Linked DNA regions of Sus scrofa: region 1 is linked to region 2. Evidence: chromatin contacts called from public Hi-C data. All regions are on one chromosome and are shown on one strand. Each heading gives the region's core, a stretch centred on a gene start, on an enhancer-like site or on the middle of the called end of the contact. The rest is flanking DNA. Distances are from core to core; before and after follow the strand shown.

Region 1 (2,717 bases), core at 45-2,544, 530 kb after region 2:
AAGTCCTAATACGCCCAGCTCCGCAGCCTCTCAGGAAGCCTCTTTTCTATAGGGTAGGGATCCCATTCATCCCTTGGCTTCGGGAATCAAAGGGAAGACAGATTCAGGTCGCGCACTCCACCTCCAAATCCCCGCACGCGCGCGAAGGTGTGGGGCGCCCCGGCGCGCCCTCCCTTGAACTCCACCCTCCGAGGCCTCCACCACCCGCAGACTCACCACTGTGCGAGCTGAACCACCTGGGTGCGATGTGCAGAGGTAGAGCATCCGCCAGCGAGGCTCGGGAGCCCAGGTACAGCATCCCGTCTCTATGGTGACCGCCGCCCGTCTCCTGGTAACCATTGCCGTGGGCATAGGTGGAGTCGGACGCCGACCCTCCGCCGCCGGGCGCCCTCTCCGAGTCGCCGGTGCCCCGGGAGGCGGGGGTGTAGAGGCCAAAGGGCACCCCCCCGGCCGTGCTGGGGTCCATGCCCATGCCCGCCACCGAGCTGACCGAGCGGCTGCGCAGCCCCATGGCCCCGCCGCCTGCCCGGTAGTGCCCAAAGTGGGGCGCCCCTCCCGGCGGGGGCACGGCGCTGTCATCGGTGGAGACCCCAGGGAAGGGGCCCCGAGAACGAGCCGCCGTGCTCTGCTTGCCCCCCATGCTCGCCCGGGCCCCGGTGGGGCGGGAACCTGGAGGCCGAGACCCTCCCCCACTTCTCAGCAACCGGGGGAGGGTTGGGCGAGCATAAAGGGGGAGGGAGTCAAAAAGGAGACTGGGAGGTGGAAAAGGACAAAAAAAAAGAAAAAGAGAAAAGAAAACCCGCGGGGCGGAAGAGGCAGGCGGGCGGGGATCCCAAACTAAGAATTTAAACCGATCCAAGCCAAACGCATGTTTCCCCTCAAGGTCCAAAGAGGCGCAGTCCGCCGCGGGCTCGGCGCGCCACAGGCCGCCCCCGGGTTCCCGAAAGCCGGGGGAGCCGCAGGGAAGGAGGGAGGGAGGCGGCGGGCGAGCAGGCGGGCGGGCGCAGGGAGGCGCCGGAGGAGGCCGCCCGCCCGAAAGCAGGAGGCGGAGGAGGGCTGGGGGCGCCGGGCGCGTCCCCCGCCTCAGGACGCCGCGACCATGGACGGCGGCCCGGACCCCTCCAGGCCTCGGGAGGGCCGCGGCGCTGGGAGGCCAGACAGAGCTCGGGAAGCGGTGATAGCGTCGCGTCGCGCCCGCTCCAGCAGCCGCCGCCTTCCCGGCGAGCCGCGCCGCCCTGCTTGGTCCGGGACTGCGCTCTCCGGCGCTCCTCGCCGCCGTGGAGACAATGGAGGGCGGCAGAGCGCAGGCGCGGCCCGCGCCCCCTCCCCCCTCCCCCTCCCGCCGGGTTAACCCTTTCCCCGCCCCTGCGGCGCAAGGCCGCGGGCGCCCGAGAAGTCCCACCCACCCAATCCGCCCTGACCTGAGGGGCCTGAGCCATGGGGCGTCGGGACCAAAAGCTAGGCGTCTTTTCAAAGCAAGCACTCTTTAAGCCCCCGAAAGTAGCCGCTTACTGGGAAAGGAGGGAACCTACCTGGGGGGCGAGGGGCGGCCATGGTTCCAGGGGTGGGAAGGAAACCCAAGGAAGAAAAAAAATTACTCGAGACGCCTACCTGGCTCTGAGGGTCAGCGGTCAAGCTCCCCACCCGGCGCAAATTTGCCCCCACAGCACCCTCTGGTGGACATGCTATGCGTTCTATCTGAGGTTCCTCATCCAAGAACCCCTAAAAATCAGGAAACTTAGGAGTTCCCGCTGTGGCGCAGTGGTTAACGAATCCGACTAAGAACTATGAGGTTGCGGCTTCGATTCCTGGCCTTGCTCAGTGGGTTAGGGATCTGGCATTGCCGTGAGCTGTGGTGTAGGTCGCAGACGCGGCTCGGATCCTGTATTGCTGTGGTTCTGCGTAGGCCGGTGGCTACAGCTCCGATTTCACCCCTAGTCTGGCAATCTCCATGTGCCGCGGGAGCGGCCCTAGAGAAGGCAAAAAAAAAAAAAAAAAAAAAAAAAAAAAAAATCAGGAAACTTAGCATTTGGGGAATTCTTAGTTGTTGGGGGTAAATGGAGCACCGGGGCCCTTGTGACTCCAGTTTTTGCTGACAGTAGATCAGAACTTTCTATTTTGTCCTTAATCAAATGGATAGATTCCTTAGCTAAAATGTGATTCTGATGATCATTAGATGTATGATAAAAAGTGAAAAGATATGGACATGAGATGGAATAATACAGCTAGAACTAGTGATTTTAGAAACACTCTAGTTCACGGTGGGACCCCTGTTTTGTTCACCATTTATCTTGGCATGCACCACAGGGTCTATCACAGAGCCGGTACTCAATAAAGATTTGCTGACCAAGTCTGAATTTTGCAATCTCTCTTATTCTCACTAACATTCATTCATTCATTCATTCAGCACCTTTTCTTTTCTTTTCTTTTTTGGCCACGGGTGGCGTGTGGAGTTCCTGGACCAGGGATTGAATCTGAGCCAGAGTTGCAATCTATGCCACAGCTACAGTAATGTTGGATCCTTAACCCATTGCTGGGGGCAGGGGCTTGAATCCACACACCCCACACACATAGCTGCAAAGCCGCCAGTGCAGCCATGGATCCTGTTTGCGCTACAGGGAAAGCTCAGTATCTATCAAATGCTGAGTGCTGGCTATGAGCATCATTTAGTTCCTGGCCTGACTTCCTTGCTCTAAATGTCCCCCAGATATTTCCCA
Region 2 (2,700 bases), core at 150-2,649:
GGCACTAAAAGGACCAAAAAAAAAAAAAAAAAAAAAAAAAAAAAGAAATGTGTAGAAATACTTCATACTGTGAAACAGGAACTAATAGGGTTGTAGGTCACTTATACTTCCAAAAATAAACAAACTCATTAAAAAAAGAGATCAGATTTGTGGCTACCAGAATCAGGGTGGAGGGAAGAGGGGATTGGATGAAAAGAAGGTACAAACTTGCAGTTACAAGATAAGTACTAGGGATATAAGGTACAACATGATAAATATAATTAACACTGCACTGGGTTACATATGAAAGAAAGAGAATAAATCCTAAGAGATCTTATTATAAGGAAAAATATTTTCTATTTAATTTTCTATATGAGGTGAAGGGTTCACTAAACTTATTGTAATCATTTTATGATGTATGTAAGTCAAATCATTATGTTGTACACCTTAAACTTATATGGTGCTGTATGTCAGTTATATCCCAATGAAACTAGAAGACAAAAGCACTTCTAGGTTGGTTTTGAAATAGGAGCGTCTACTGCTGGACTCCATTCTGATAACAAACCTCACACTATCTCTTGGCACTGACATTTGATTCTTCGGGTCCTTTTGATAAAGAAGTTGGCTGTTGAACGTGTTAAAAAAAAATCCTGGGAGTTCCCATTGTGGTCCAGTGGAAACGAATCAGACTGGTATCCATGAGGATCCATTTGATCCCTGGCCTCCCTCAGTGGGTTAGGGATCTGGTGTTGCCATGACCTATGGTGTAAGTTGCAGACATGGCTTGGATCCTGCATTGCCATGCCTGTGGCATAAGCTGGCAGCTGTAGGTCCAATTTGACCCCTAACCTGGGAACCTCCATATGCCATGGGTATGGCCCTTAAAAAAAAAAAGATCCTTCTGCCTTGTTTGAAATACTAGGGAGAGCTTTTAATGAAGTGACACACCAAGGTTAACTTTGCAGAGGGCCAGAGCTTCCCCAAAACAGGTCGTCAAGCCTGTGCTCAACTATAACATAGTATAGTAGAGCTATATAGTAATTATCCTTATCCCTTGAAGAGCAGGGTGCTTTGTGACCTGTTTCGGTGTCTGTCTTGCTATGGACTAGTGAAAGCATTAGAAAATTTGGAGACAGGGGTTCCTGCCCTGGCTCAGTGGTAAGGGACCTGACTAGCATCCATGAGGATGTGGATTGGATCACTAGCCTCGCTCAGTGGGTTAAGGAACTGGCATTGCCATGGCCTGTGGTGTAGGTCACAGACGCAGCTCAGAACCTGTGTTGCTGGAACTGTGCTGTAGGCGGCAGTTGCAGCTCTTATTTGACCCCTAGCCCGGGAACTTCCATATGCCTGCGGATGCGGCCCTAAAAACAAACAAACAAATAAATAAATAAAAGTGAAAAGAAAGAAAGAAAAAAGGTACATTTGGATACAAAGGAGTGACCAGGTCCAGGACCACACTGTTTTCCTCCAATGTAAGGTGTGCCGTTACTGGACTCAGTGTACAGTGAACCACATTGGGGATTAACAGATGACACTTATGCAGGTATTTACTTTAATATTTATGAAAATCTAATTTGACACAAATGTTAACAAGGGCGATGCTAAGATTTGGGGGCACGGAACATTCCATTTCTGCTCAGCTTATAGGAAAGGGCGCCTAACGCTTAAAGCTAGGACTACGATCCACCAGTGGGTACCGCCCCCCGTTAGCCCCACCCCCACCAAAGCCAGCTTCCTTGCTATTGGTTCCTTTCCCCGCGCCTGCGGTTGCCGTGGAGACCAAGGCTATGGCAACCAGGAGAAGCCAAAGTTGGTCGAGTCTCTGGAACCGCGGAGGGGTCCGGGACGCGCAGCCCGACTCCGACCTGTGCTCATGGCGCTCCACGAACTCTTTTCTCACCCGGTGGAGCGCGGCTACCGCGCGGGGCTCTGCTCCAAGGCCGCGCTGTTCCTGCTGCTGGCCACCGCCCTCACGTACATCCCACCGCTGCTGGTGGCCTTCCGGAGCCACGGTGAGCCTGCCTGAAGGCCAGTGCGCGACAGGATTCTCCCCGGTGCTCCCGCCGGCCTCCCTAACCTCTTCCCCTCTGCCTCCTGCCCTCTTTACCTCAGGGTTTTGGCTGAAACGGAGTAGCTACGAGGAGCAGCCGACCGTACGCTTCCAGCACCAAGTGCTGCTCGTGGCCTTGCTGGGACCTGAGCACGCGCACGGCGGATTCCTGGCCTGGAGCACGTTCCCTGCCTTCAACCGACTGCAGGGGGATCACCTGCGCGTCCCGCTCGTTTCGGTGCGTGGTTCTGGGCGGGTGTATGGATGGAGATGGGGATAGGGGCATGCGTGGGAGGAAGCTGGGCGGTCCGGGTCCTTGTCCCTGGGGGCCCTGCTTGGGTCTGAAGGAGTTACGAATCCACAGAAGTTGTGTGTACAGGCTCATTGGCCTAAGCTTATATTTAATTTCCTGGGGAGTAAATATTTTGTAATATTCGAATTCTCCAAGCCGTCCACCACCCCCGAGAAAATTAGTCACTGCTGTCAGGGTGTGTGTCCCACACAGAGACTGATAGCCTGCGGACAGCCTGTCTCTGGCCCCCATTTCCGTGGGCGTGGCCTGATGGAAGCGTGGTCGCGAAAGTTGCTGAGTCGTGAAAGCCAGTTGACGTTCTCTCTCTCTTTTTTTTTTTTTTTTTTTTTTTGGTTTTTCTGTTTTTTTTTTTTTT

The links. A called contact is a pair of places that touch in the nucleus more often than the background predicts.
Region 1: a contact with region 2 is called in a Hi-C map of embryonic fibroblasts, with 2.6 times the contacts expected there. The contact joins the promoter of ZNRF1 here to the promoter of TMEM231 in region 2. A contact is called at or near these places in 1 of 47 Hi-C or Micro-C datasets (embryonic fibroblasts) and 1 of 2 datasets of contacts at active chromatin or transcription factors (skeletal muscle).

What each region holds. Positions count from the first base shown.
Region 1 is chr6:12,667,513-12,670,229 of Sscrofa11.1, forward strand. ZNRF1 (a long non-coding RNA gene) reads right to left here and starts at 1,295. Exons shown (of 5, transcript XR_002344499.1): 1 at 217-1,295.
Region 2 is chr6:12,138,918-12,141,617 of Sscrofa11.1, forward strand. It overlaps TMEM231 (transmembrane protein 231), which reads left to right and starts at 1,400. Exons shown (of 6, transcript XM_005664337.3): 1 at 1,400-2,270. The coding sequence starts at 1,770.